Linked DNA regions of Sus scrofa: all the other regions are linked to region 3. Evidence: chromatin contacts called from public HiChIP or PLAC-seq data. All regions are on one chromosome and are shown on one strand. Each heading gives the region's core, a stretch centred on a gene start, on an enhancer-like site or on the middle of the called end of the contact. The rest is flanking DNA. Distances are from core to core; before and after follow the strand shown. Region 1 has its middle 8.7 kb from the start of EDNRB. Region 2 has its middle 29 kb from the start of EDNRB. Region 3 overlaps LOC110255833 (a long non-coding RNA gene).

Region 1 (4,272 bases), core at 68-2,567, 160 kb before region 3:
ATGGGTTATTGAAATGAAATTACTCACATGCTCTCACAGGAAATGAAAAAAAGACATACTTCCTTCAAGGGGTGCTGGTCCCGATGCAAGGCTGGCATTTGAGGGGCCATTGCAGAGGCAGTGGGTACCAGGTAGCAGGCAGAGAGGCAGGTGGACTATAGTAATAGGGAATCCAATGAGTGGCTCATCCTTTGAAACTCTACACTGTTTATTTTTTTATTGTGATTAAAAACACAAATCATAAAATTTACCATCTTAATCATTCGTAAGTGTTCCGTTCACTGGCATTGTTATAGATCTCCAGTTTTCATCTTGCAAAATTGAAACTCAGTACATTTGGCCTCTCCTCCCAGGCTGTGGTAGCCACTGTTCTAATGTTCCTATGAATTTTACTGCTTTAGATCCCATATAGCAATTACCATTTGTGACTAGTTTATTTAGTTAGCATAATATCCTCAAGATTCATCCATGTATTGTAGCCTCTCTCTCAGGCCGAATAATATTCTATTATATTACACTGCATGTATTTCCCACATTTTGTGTATCTGTTCTTCTGTCCACGGACATTGGGTTGCTACCACCTCTTGGCTATTGTGAATAACAATGCAGTGAAAATGTGTAGACTGAATGAGTGCCTCCAGAATTCATATGTTGAAACCTAATCCTCATGTCATGGCAAATGGGAAAACACAGCCTGGGACTGGTGAGCAGAAAAACTACGGGGCAGGAACCATTTGCTGGGAGTTTTAGCAGAACTTTAGCAGGTGGGAACGCCTGGGGACCTGCATGAATGCTGCTGGCCCACAATGTGAAGCTGAGTCTTAGCTCATGTGAAAGCTCACTTATTTCCCACACTTAGTCTTAAGAGGCAATGCCTTTGCATTGCAATCCCAACTCAAGGACATTTACCAGGGTCCCCACTCATGGTATGTCCAGGACTCCCCAACTTTTGTCCTCCTAGCTCTGCAAGGCTGGAAAGAAACTGCCTCTTTCCACACCTCATTGGCCAATGCCTGGAGGCAGCAAAAGCAGCCTCAAAATGACAGGCTTACTTCTCTGGTTTTCTCATTTCTCTGAGAACCTGGCTCAATAATTCATTACCTTGTTAAATCTTTGATGGCTTTGAGCTAGTTAAAACAGACACATTCACACACATACACGACACAGTGTATATAACGTATCTATCCTTTTCTTATCTTCAACAGAAAACTTGTTTTTTTTTTTCTTTTTTTTTTTCAGGCTGCACATACGGAAGTTCCCAGGCTAGGGGTCAAATCTGAACCGCAGCTGCCAGCCCACGCCACAGCCACAGTCACATCAGATCCAAGCCGCATCTCTGACCTACACTGCAGCTTGCAGTAACCCTGGATCCTTAACCCACTGAGCAAGACCAGGGTTTGAACACGCATCCTCCTGGATACTAATTAGGTTCTTAACCCACTGAGCCACAATGGGAACTCCAGAAAACTTCTTCATTGCCTAGCTCTCTGTTCCTGGCGGTAGAAGTTAGAGATTCAAGGATCACTACAGGAGCACTGAGCCCTCAAGTCCTTGACTTGGGAGTTGGAGTATTTCAGAAAATTTCAAGTTGAGGTGGGTTGAGGGTTGAACTCTTGAACTATACTGTTGGGCTCAGAACTTGCTCTTGATTGGTGTAGGAACTGGGCAGGCCTGAAATCACATAAGAAGGATATTAGCAGATCCATGTGGGGGGTTGTGAGGATTGGGGAAGTCTGGGTCTAGAAACCAGGTCAAGGGTTAATAAGTGTGGGAGTGCTCAAGACAGATTTAAGACAAATTTCCCCTTTTTGACAATTCGGTAAGAGACTAACCCTGGTATTTAGGTGAATTTGGCAATCAGGAACTTCATAGAAATGTTTTCCTGATATTTTTCCAATTGCAAGGTCATTGAAAACGTATGTGAATGGTTATCATCACTGGGGTGCTTTGGATAAAATTTATCCTGAGTAAGAGCTATAACATCTTCAGATTGTCATAACTTCTTTTCTTCTATCTACATCCATCTATCCATTCATCTAGATATTCACAATGAATAATTCATATCTTGTGAGGGACTCAAGCATTTGTAGAAAAAGATTTTTGTTACTCAGCTACATATAATTATTTATTTACTTATTTTTTGCTTTTTGCTTTTTAGGGCCGCACCTGCGGCACATGGAAGTTCCCAGGCTAGGGGTCGAATCGGAGCAACAGCTGCCAGACAACACCACAGCCACAGCAACGCCAGATCTGAGCCACATCTGTGACCTACACCACAGCACACGGCAATGCCGGATCCTTAACCCACTGAGCGAGGCCGGGGATTGAACCTGCAACTTCGTGGTTCCTAGTTGGATTTGTTTCTGCTGTGCCACGACGGGAACTCAGCATATAATCTTTTATATTTAAGCAAGAAGGCAAACAAATCAATTAATCTTTTATGAAAATTTGGAGCTACCACTTTTATTATATGTACATATATGTGTGGATTTAATACTATATATGACTGTAATATATCATTATATATTTCAAAGCTGTAATGTCACCCATTGTCTTATGTCAAGAGCCAAGTGACCTGATCTTTGGTGGTCCTCCTTTAACACCAAGAAATATTTTGAGGAACTATTCCATCGCTCTTGTTTACCACAGGGTGGTTTTGGTATTGCTACCAAATATTTTATATTTTTTCACAGTAGTGTTTTATTTTGGTGTAAAATTAGCCAGAGTACATGATATTTTAAGGAGCTTTGTTTCCAAGAACGTCTTTTCCTGAAAATGTTTACCACTGGAGGCATCAACAATGTGTTTGGCTTAAAATGAGCTCTAAAAATACATATTTATGTTATTCAACCTGAAATATATAAGTGCAAATAGATTTGCCTGAAAAACAAAACCGGCTCTTTTTCCTTGGGATTCCAGACATAATACAGCTTCTCGGAAGTCGAGAGAAGATCAAGTCTGAGAACAATGGGATCCTTACCTTTAGTTTGGAAAAGCTCAGTTTGCTCAAGAGCTAAGAAGCAAAGGCAAACTGTAATTTTTCACCAAATTATTTAAGAGAATCTCCCAAGTATCTCTCGAAATATTTTTCCTTTTTTTTTCCTTTTTGTCTTTTTGCCATTTCTTGGGCCACTCCCGTGGCATATGGAGGTTCCCAGGCTAGGGGTCTATTCAGAGCTGTAGCTACTGGCCTACACCACAGCCACAGCAATGCTGGATCCGAGCTGCATCTGCGACCTACACCACAGCTCACGGCAATGCCGGATCCTTAACCCACTGAGCAAGGCCAGGGACCGAACCCGAAACCTCATGGTTCCTCGTCGGTTTCGTTAACCACTGCGCCACAATGGGAACTTCTGGCCTTGCTCATTGGGTTAAGGTGTAGCCGTTGGTGTAGGCCAGTGGCTACAGCTCCGATTTGACCCCTACTTAGCCTGGGAACCTCCATATGCTGCAGGAGCGGCCCTAGAAAAGGCAAAAAGACAGAAGAAAAAAATAAAGAAATATTTCTAATGCTTAATTTAACAATAATCGTCTTCCCATTGCCAACTGTCAAATTAATTTCCGTAAGTATCTAATTTCCTGCCCAGACCATTAGCAGATGACCCAAAGCAATAATGACTGAAGCATTTTCAGTTGAATTCAAACTTGTGTCAGGTTTAAATTTTAGGTGCAGACACCGATGAAGGTCAAAAGGTGAGTGATTCATTTCCTGTGCTTGTCATGATGCCGCTGGTTACAACACGTTTCTGGAAGTGACTGACAGTGGAGATAATCGTGGAAAGGGATTGTGTGTCTTGCCTGAGCAGGTATAATGTGGACCTAATATCATGAATTGTGTTGATTATTAGAAATCCAGAGAGAATATAAGTGAGATGATCAAAATACATAGGGCTCTATGTTCCTAAACAGTCACAAATACGATGTAGGGGAAAGGGGTAAGATAAATATCTAAGATCTGCTCATGGTAGCTGTACCTCTATGCATATGCGTGAATATTCTTTGATACTTTCCATTGTTAGACTGGCTTCAACTTGGTCTTATAACATAGCTACTGTTCTCTTTAAGTGACCTTTTTTTTTAGAAAAGACATTATAAGTCTTCTCCTCCTGTGACTTCTTTGCTATTATTTTTTGGCTGAGATCTATCTATGTATCTTAGAGCAATGAGATATCAACTCTCTTAGTTCTTATGCAGGCTAGACGTTTCGCAAGCCCAGAAGACGGATTTGTACATGGCAGGTAAAATTTTCAATACCTTCCTTTTTTTTTT
Region 2 (4,244 bases), core at 1,604-4,103, 130 kb before region 3:
AACATGCAGATAAAAACAAAAAGATCCGTGAGTTTTGTTTTCTATGAACTGAAGATGTCCAGATGGTGATCAAGATGTTGACTCAAATCAGTGAAAAAAGGAAATTGTGAAGAGAGGTATTTTCAGAAGTGTTGTTTAAGGAAATATTATTTGTTTTCCAAATTATACAAATTTTCTCTTAGATGATTTGATTACTCTTTAATGAGTTTACACTATTATATGAATAATAGTTCAGGGAGTATTTACTATTTTGCAAAAATCTGCCCAATATATTATAAATTGTCATTGCTAGTGTAAAAGCTCTTTCTTTGCTGGAAATGGTTAGCTTGCCATTTAAGGCAAAGTCAGTCTAAAATAGAAATCAATTTCTGACTTATGCAATCACTACATATTGTAGTCATTACAATCTAGTTAAATGCTCATCTTTCTCTTACAAAAGCTGTTCTTTGATTTAACTACCTGAAAATGTATAACGTGCCTTATCCTGTAGAGCAATACTTTACTGAATAGATAAGATAATTTAGGTAAATTATTTCTAATATACAGACAAACATGAACCTCTTAGATTATATATATCTTATTATATTAAATCTTCACTTAGAACTAGAACTTGGACTATTATTAAAACCATGACATTAAACAAGTCTTGCTGTTTGGGTAATTCCATAACAATAGAGGTTTATTACATACTTGTGGATTTCATTTTTCTCTTTATAATCTGTCTAACTCATCTATTTCTTTACTTAAACTTTTCTTTAGCCTATTTCATTTTTCATGGGGCTGTATTGAGGTAATTTTATCAGTTGAGGTATTTCATAAATAGTACTACTTTTGATTTCACTCAAATTTTCAAGGGTGTTCCCTAGTTTTATTGTTCTAAAATGTAGTCACTCAGCCATGTTTTTTCCCCCTCTTTTCAATAACTTAATGGTTTTATACATTTTTATCTCATCCTCCTCTCAACCTTTATCATTCCTGATTTATGAGCTCTAATTATTTTTGGTTTTTCCTTGTGGAAGTCTCAAATTCCCCTTCATTATCTTAGCTTCTCCTCCATGGATTTTTAAGCTGCATTATTTCTTTATATCTTGACTTCAGTAATCAGAAATATAGCCACAATCTTGAGCTAAGATGCTAGAGTTTTGAATAAGTAAACAGATTTTTTTAGAAAGTTTCCAGAAAATTTTAAGAAATTTTTTTTCTAAGAAGACAAGCCATTTGCTTTTTAAAATTTCTATGCTAGAGTTTTTTTCTTTTACACTGAAACCAGTTTGGGAGAGACAGGAAATTTCGGAAAATCCAAGAAAATGAAGCCCTAACGTTGGAAACAGTCAAGGTCCAACCAAATGACCACTCAGAAACTAAACAGTGAAACTCATAGAATGCTCTGTCTTATTTCACACTTAAACAGTCTGGAGGATAGATTGCAAAGTGAAACTCCTGGATCATTTGGAAGCTAAAATGCCAATCTTATGGGAGTAAACTTGAGAGATATTTACCAGGTGGTATGACTGGATAGAAAGATGTCCAAAGAGCCGCAGCATGAGCAGTGATGCTCCCAAGGGAGAGTTATTCACAGAGGGTGAGTGAATGCTGGGCCCTGGATACTGAATCCATTTAGAGTAGGGGCCAGCAGGATCCATTCCCTGAATGCATCCATCTAATATGCTGCCTTGGACATGTGTGATTCCTATCAACTCTGAGATTATATCAATCAATGGGCTTTGAGAACGCACTGCTCCCTGTACACAAACTTCATCTCCTCCCTTCATGCATTAGATGGACAAGTTTTTACACTGTATAAGGCACCATGTATAAATTACATCTTAAGAGAATTTAGAGCTCTCTTACTACAAGAGATAAAGTAGGTGAACCTAAATTTAAATAAAAGGCAGAGTATGTTACATGCATAATAAAGGTATAAATAAAGGGTTGTGCAGTTCAAAGACAGAAACTTACATAGAATTGATAGATTAAGGAAGTTATCATTAATTAAAAGATGAGTAGAATTTCAAAAGACAGAGTGGAAGAAGTAGTATACACAGAGTCCTTAACTGCTAGGTCACCAGGGAACTCAGGGTTCTTTTAAAAATCTTTTTTATTAAAGTATAGTTGATTTGCAATGGAAGGGGAGGGAGGGGGATGGACTGGGCGTTTGGGGTTAGTAGATACAAATTGTTGCATTCCGGGCTCTTTTTCATTAAACAACTTAAACAAATGCATCTATTTTCTGATTCCTAAGACAGAAATGGGGACATTTCTTTTGCTCCGACATTTGTAAAGAACTTAGAGGTTATTACTGAAAACAACTTTTCGTGGACCCATCAGAGTACTGAACTCCCAGGGCAAACTATCATACCAAAATCTGTAGAGACTGGCAAATCCAGAGAGGTATAGCCAAAACCTGCTTCCCTGGAACAGAAGCCTGAATACAACAGTGGGTTATAGCTGAAAGCTGCAAAATTCAGACTCTCTAAGAAAGAGTACTTAGGGAATACCAAGTCAATAGAGGAGACCAAAATCTAGGCTACTATAAGCATTTGAAGTCTCTGGAACCTAAGGCTACAGCAAATACTAAACACACTCCAACTTCTAAGTAGATCAACAGAAAACCTCACATTAAAGGCGTTTTTTTTTTCACTCAGTTTCCATTATCTGGTACATTATGTCCAGCTTTCAACAAACTACCATGAGGCATGCAAAATGCCAAGAAACAACACAATCTGAAGAGACAAAGCAGACATCAGAAACAGACTCAAATATGACACAGCTAGAGGAACTATCCGAGGTAAGACACTCATGGTTTACCACAATGACCTCATTAGTCATTCCCTGAGATTTAGCTACAAATCCTGACTCATGTCTGAAGCTCTAATAATTACAAAATAAGCCACTTTCAAAAGCCACAAACATCTGGGCTATTATATACATGTAGAAACATCAGAGAAATCAAATGCAGAAGTCCTGCAGAAACATTGCATACGTGCTTCTCTCTAGAACAGGTGTTATGTAAAGAAAATGGCAAAAATCTCTCAGGATAAGCCAGACTAATGTTCAAGAGCATAATCTTGGGGGTTCTTTTGGTGGCTCAGCAGGTTAAGAACCCAACACAGTGTCCGTGAGGATGTAGGTGTGATCTCTGTCCTTGCTCGGTGGCTTAAGGATCTGGTGTTGGCCTCAGCTGCAGCTCTGATTTGACCCCTAGCCCGGGAACTTCCATATGCCACAGGTGCAGCTGTAAAAACAAAAAAAACAAAAAAAAAAAAAAAAAAGGAAGAAAAAAGAGTATAATCTTGGGAGTGGCATATGCACACTGAGGTATACAAAATGACTGGCCAGTGGGAACCTGCTGGATAGCCCAGGGAACTCTACCCAATATTCTGTGATAATCTATATGGGAAAAGAATTTGAAAAAGAATGAATGTGTGTATATGTATATCTGAGTCACTTGGTTGTATAGCAGAAATTATCACAAGATTGTAAATCAACTAGACTTTGATAAAACTTTCTTTTTAAAAAGAGTATAATCTTGTAGAGTTTGCTGTCCTCAGCTTTTTTCTTAGATGTTGGGCATGGGGGAGGGTGTGGGGCAGAGGGGAGAAGGAAGGAAATGATACACTTGGCGTGGTGTAAAGCTAGATGTGTTATCACTTTCAATGGTTTAGAAACTCAAGCAAATATAGTTATCAACACATAGGAAAGGGTTTATATTTAATATCGTTTCCTCTGGAAACCTTCAGTTTTTCCAGCTGAGATGTGTCCTTCTGTTCCCTTGTTTTGGTTCACCCTGATTTATTGCTGAGTTCAGGAGTCATTTGCCTCTCCTATATAAGAAAAAAAAATGTCCCTTCTCCATCGACTTCATTTCTATGGCAGTGGCTGTGTGTGACAAGCAGGATGATAAGAGCCCGCAGGTCATAAGCCTGAGACTAGAGAGGCCGATGTGTAGAGGACAATGACAGGAATTCAGGCCAACTAGTAGCCGAGTTTTTATTTCCCCAGAGATAGTTGTGGGGAAGACAAGGGAAATACACTGACGTTATTAGTGATGTATTTATAACCGTTGGCACCCCCACCCTCAGCTCCATTGTTGAACTGCCACTGTTATTTCTATAAAAATCACACCAGGCAGTTTCAAGTTTACATAAATGATTTATTTCCACACTTGCCAGGGTGAGAAATGGTTCTTTAAAGCAAGCATTTACTGGAGAAAATTTTCAAACAAGTCCTATGGGGGCGACAGG
Region 3 (4,300 bases), core at 529-3,028:
ACCTTATTTCTCAACTACCCTTGAGACTGAATGTTGCGACAACAGAATGTGAAATGTGTCATCTCAGGCCTGATTCCTTAAAAATGTCCCACATGTGCTCCTCCATACTTCCAGGCAGTTAGAATGGAGATGATCTGAGACATGCATGTCACGTGTTGATGATGGCAGAACCTCTGTCCACACCACACTGTTCATTCACCTGGTTAATTGTGTTGGGTTGCAAGACATAAACTGCTTCTGAGTAAGATCCATCATGCATTTCTTGGATCTGTTTGTTATAGCAGGTAACAAAACCCCACACTTTGTGCCAGTGGAGACCTCTAATGACTGTGCATGTGAGGGGCAGCTTGACGTGAGTCAGTGCCTCTATCTTAGCGAGTCTTCCCTGTTGTCTTCTGGTGTGGGCCTCTCGTTGAACAACTGCTTACTTCCTCTGTCCACACCGTATCTACATTGCCTACCTTTTTTTTAAATTTATCTCAGGATCCTCCAAAGCAAAAACTGCATTTGCTGTGCAGCCCCAGTTTTAAGGAAGAGCATCCCAAACATTAAACACTACCCCTCCCCAATAGGTTTAGCATTTTCCAAATGACTTGATGACAACAGAGACTTACCTGTATGCGTGTTAACGTGTGTTGATGCATTTGTGAACCTTCCTAAGTCATCATCTAGTACAGAGCTGGCTGGACTTAATAACATATAAATTCACTGATTGATTGAAAAAAGCCTCTTCCAGTTTCTCTTATCTGCCAGAGCTGAAGCAGGGTGTTCTGGGTAACAGAGAACGATCACAGGTTGGAAAAGATGGCTATTCTTGAGTAACCACTACTTTCTGTTCTTAGAAGCAGACTGACTTGCTTATGTATGTCTCTCGATTCTCTTTCACTGCTTTATTCATTCAACAGACTTGGCTTTATTTGAAGTGATGGGCAGACAAAGATGCATCAGTTCTCACAACATTCTCAGGAGACGTACTGATGCATCTGCCTTTCTTGTGACTTTACTGAATAAGCTGTTCAAGAGTCACTTTGTGGGCATGTCTGTGTGGGGCTGGAATTTTTCGATATGAAAATATGTAAGATAAGCCCTCAAAATAATACCGAGTGAGAAGAATTATGTTCCAATATGAAAAAAATTTTAGGCAGGGTCAGAAGTGGGTAGTTTGCTTGAGAGACAGAAACTTGGGATCCCCTCTAGCATCTCTGTGGTTTGGGGAACTCCCTGTCCCCAGAAAGTGAAGTCCATGAGCCGTTTCTCTCTGTGAGGCGCCTGAACTATATTAATAAAGTAGCTCTAGAACTACAACAAATGTGACTCCATCCAACCTGGAATGAGGGGAATCATGCGCCTTGTGGCCAGGAGCTCCCAGATTCCTGGGGTACTGTCACAATGACAGTATCTTGACCAACAGAGGCTTGTTTCATTGCTGGTGCTTGGTGGGGGATGACCCAGCACTAATGCTGAAAGAAAGTCAAGATTGAGCAATAGCCCCCTTCCTTTTGTCCTCCAACTTCCCTTCAGAACTGCCCTCCCCAAGTCCCTGGCAGACGTTAGTGTTTGTGGGATGACCTTGCAGATGGCTGCATCCGGACAAATTCATGAGTTCCTGAGGGTACCCCCCCCCACCTCCAAGCTGGGGAGAAAGAGAAGTGTCCTTGTGGTTGGGACAAAACAAGAAACAAATCATGAGTTTGCTATTTTTCAAGGGGCTGCTGCTACATGCCATGGCATCGCTCCTTAGGCTAGCAATATTGGTATGTATGACATAGCACTTTTTTTGTGCCCTAAATGCAATCTTAGACCTTTGAATACCACTTTCAGTCATGAGACTGAAAGCTCGGTGTCTCCTGATCTGACAAAACACATGAGTCACAGTTACTACCAGCTGTGTAGCCACGTTTTTACAATTCAGGATCTTTGTCTTGAGGCTTAAGATACAAAGCTATTGGTATATGCCCATTTGGAAATGTATTAAATGCAGCAACTACGTATTCTCGCATACAGTCCTTTTTAGCTCCAAAAGTTAGTTCTTAGAAAAAATTGTAGATAGTTATTCTAGGAGTGGGCCAACTCAGGTAGGCCAACTGACCTTGCAGAAAGATAATCTATTTGTAGCCTCCGTTGGAATGTAGATTCCTTCTCAAACAATCCTTTGAGCTTAATTCTTAGAGTTTGAAGGAAATAAAAGCAATACTATTAAAGTATGATGTATATCTAAACACTATTTTGAATAGGATTCATTGGAAAAAATCTAAGTACCCACCAGTATAATACTGGTCAAAAAGATTATATTAGGTTCATAAATGAAATGTCATATTTATTTAAAATAATATTTGATAAATATAAAATTATTTAAGGTACTATTTTGTTATTATTACTAAAAGTGAAATAATTTTAAAAGTGCTTTAAAGTGAGAAAAAGGTAAACTATATGTTAATATGGTAAAATAATATATATATGAAATTTTATTAAAATATACATATATATATAAAAGTCCCCACTATATTATTATAGAAAAACTCTATCTCAGTGTTGGTGATTATTACTTCATGGTAGAATTACCAATTTTTTTCTTTCAGAGAAAGAGAGAGAGAGAAGAAAAAGAAAAAGAAAGAAAAGGGAAAGGAAAGAAGGAAGGGAAAGAAAGAGAGAGAGAAAGAAAGAAATTTAACCAACAATTAAACACGTTCACAATGTGACATTCGAGACAAAAACTACAGTTTCCCGAATAGAGCTGGTGTAGTTGCTTCAGACTTTACCCCCACATCTCAGTAGTCATTTGGGGGAGAAAAGTTGAGTCAACACCGTTCTCAGCATTCTCATTAAGATCTGTCTGTACCCAACACTGTCAGGTTACAGAGGATAAGAAAGGCTGAGCTGGGAGGATAAGAAAGTTATTCTAGGAAGCATCAAGAACATATCCTGTAGCGAAATGGCCACATTATCTGAGCCAATAGAAATAGACCCAAAAATCACTAGAGAGGCTTGAGATTATCCAGGACTTCCTGATGAATTTTGGAAAAATGCAAAGCCCCAGTGGATTCCCTTTCAGGACTGAAATTTTTTCCCAACGAGGTGAAAGGATGCAGAACACTTAAGAAAATCCCAGGGGAGAGAGCAGAGCTGGTGACCTTCCATGAAAGATGCACACAAACCCCAGTGAGCCCTCTCCACCCTGGCTTTTCGCCCTCAACAGTCACCAGTGCCTCTAGGCTACAGAAAGCAGATGGAACACTGCTCAGCCTTCAGGCTAGTGAAGAAGGGCAGACAAACAGGTTCCAAACCCAGCAGGGCAGGTGTCTAGAAAAATTTAAATACTTAAAGGAAAAACCACTTCATGCACAACCCTTCTGACATCCAATGTGTGGGCTTTCCACACCATTCCATTCTACAATTCTTTGCAGATACCAAGTGGTGTCCTGCCAAAAATTCCATTCTTACCCTGTCTACCCGGAGTTGGCACAGACCCCACAGAGCTCTGCCCTACAAGCTCCCCCTGCTTCAGATGCTAATCACAAGTCCATCTTGGTTACTAATCAGGGATTTCCACGATTGCCTGCGCAGTTTCTATGATTTACTATAAAGGAGTTCCCATCATGGCTCAGTGGTTAACGAATCCGACTAGGAACCATGAGGTGGTGGGTTCAATCCCTGGCCTTGCTTAGTGGGTTAGGGATCCTGCATTGCTGTGGCTGTGGTGTGGGCCAGCAGCTGTAGCTCCGATTTGACCCCTAGCCTGGGAACCTCCATATGCCGTGGGTGTGGCCCTAAAAAGACCAAAAAAAAACCACCCCAAAACAAAAACATTTGTTATAAAGACACTCACACACCTATACACACAAGAAGGCAAACAAACTACATGAGAAGAGGGACTCTGTCTTGTCAGTGTTATAACGCCCATGCTCAGCACAGTGCCCGGCACATAGTGGTGTCGTCACTGACTATTTTTTAAAGGATACTCAACAAATTAAGGGAACCAAAGATATACAATGAATCTTTCAATATCTGATAAAACACATCAATATAATAGCAAACTCTGTTTGATCGAACGAATGGCAGGAAACCTACGGTTATCCCCATGGCTTTCCCCACAGGAAAGTGGGGTCCAGAGACATGGAATCATTTGCTCAAGGAGGTGCTGAGGCATGATGGAGAGGGTGGGCTTTAGAATCAGGCAGAACTGTTGTCCACTGCCGCCTAGCCCTGTGACCTTAGGAAAGTGATTTACGCTCATTGTCCCTTTACTTTCTCATGTGGAATATTTAGACTTAACACCTTGCAGAACTGTCAAAATAATTAG

What was found. HiChIP or PLAC-seq counts read pairs in DNA pulled down with a chosen protein or histone mark.
Region 1: an H3K27ac HiChIP or PLAC-seq map of alveolar macrophages shows a contact between it and region 3, with 5 times the contacts expected there. The contact joins two enhancer-like sites. A contact is called at or near these places in 2 of 2 datasets of contacts at active chromatin or transcription factors (alveolar macrophages and skeletal muscle).
Region 2: a contact with region 3 is called in an H3K27ac HiChIP or PLAC-seq map of alveolar macrophages. The contact joins two enhancer-like sites. A contact is called at or near these places in 2 of 2 datasets of contacts at active chromatin or transcription factors (alveolar macrophages and skeletal muscle).

The regions. Positions count from the first base shown.
Region 1 is chr11:50,108,399-50,112,670 of Sscrofa11.1, forward strand. No RefSeq gene overlaps it. Among named protein-coding and RNA genes, the nearest start is that of EDNRB, 8.7 kb to the left of the region's middle. Within about 2 kb of position 1,318, at least 1 of the 83 cell types and tissues checked has an H3K27ac peak or open chromatin away from gene starts, as enhancers often do. A contact at or near this core is called in alveolar macrophages, where this site is marked.
Region 2 is chr11:50,128,753-50,132,996 of Sscrofa11.1, forward strand. No RefSeq gene overlaps it. Among named protein-coding and RNA genes, the nearest start is that of EDNRB, 29 kb to the left of the region's middle. Within about 2 kb of position 2,854, at least 7 of the 83 cell types and tissues checked have an H3K27ac peak or open chromatin away from gene starts, as enhancers often do. A contact at or near this core is called in alveolar macrophages, where this site is marked.
Region 3 is chr11:50,263,468-50,267,767 of Sscrofa11.1, forward strand. The region is part of intron 2 of LOC110255833 (a long non-coding RNA gene); the gene reads left to right. Among named protein-coding and RNA genes, the nearest start is that of EDNRB, 160 kb to the left of the region's middle. Within about 2 kb of position 1,779, at least 6 of the 83 cell types and tissues checked have an H3K27ac peak or open chromatin away from gene starts, as enhancers often do. A contact at or near this core is called in alveolar macrophages, where this site is marked.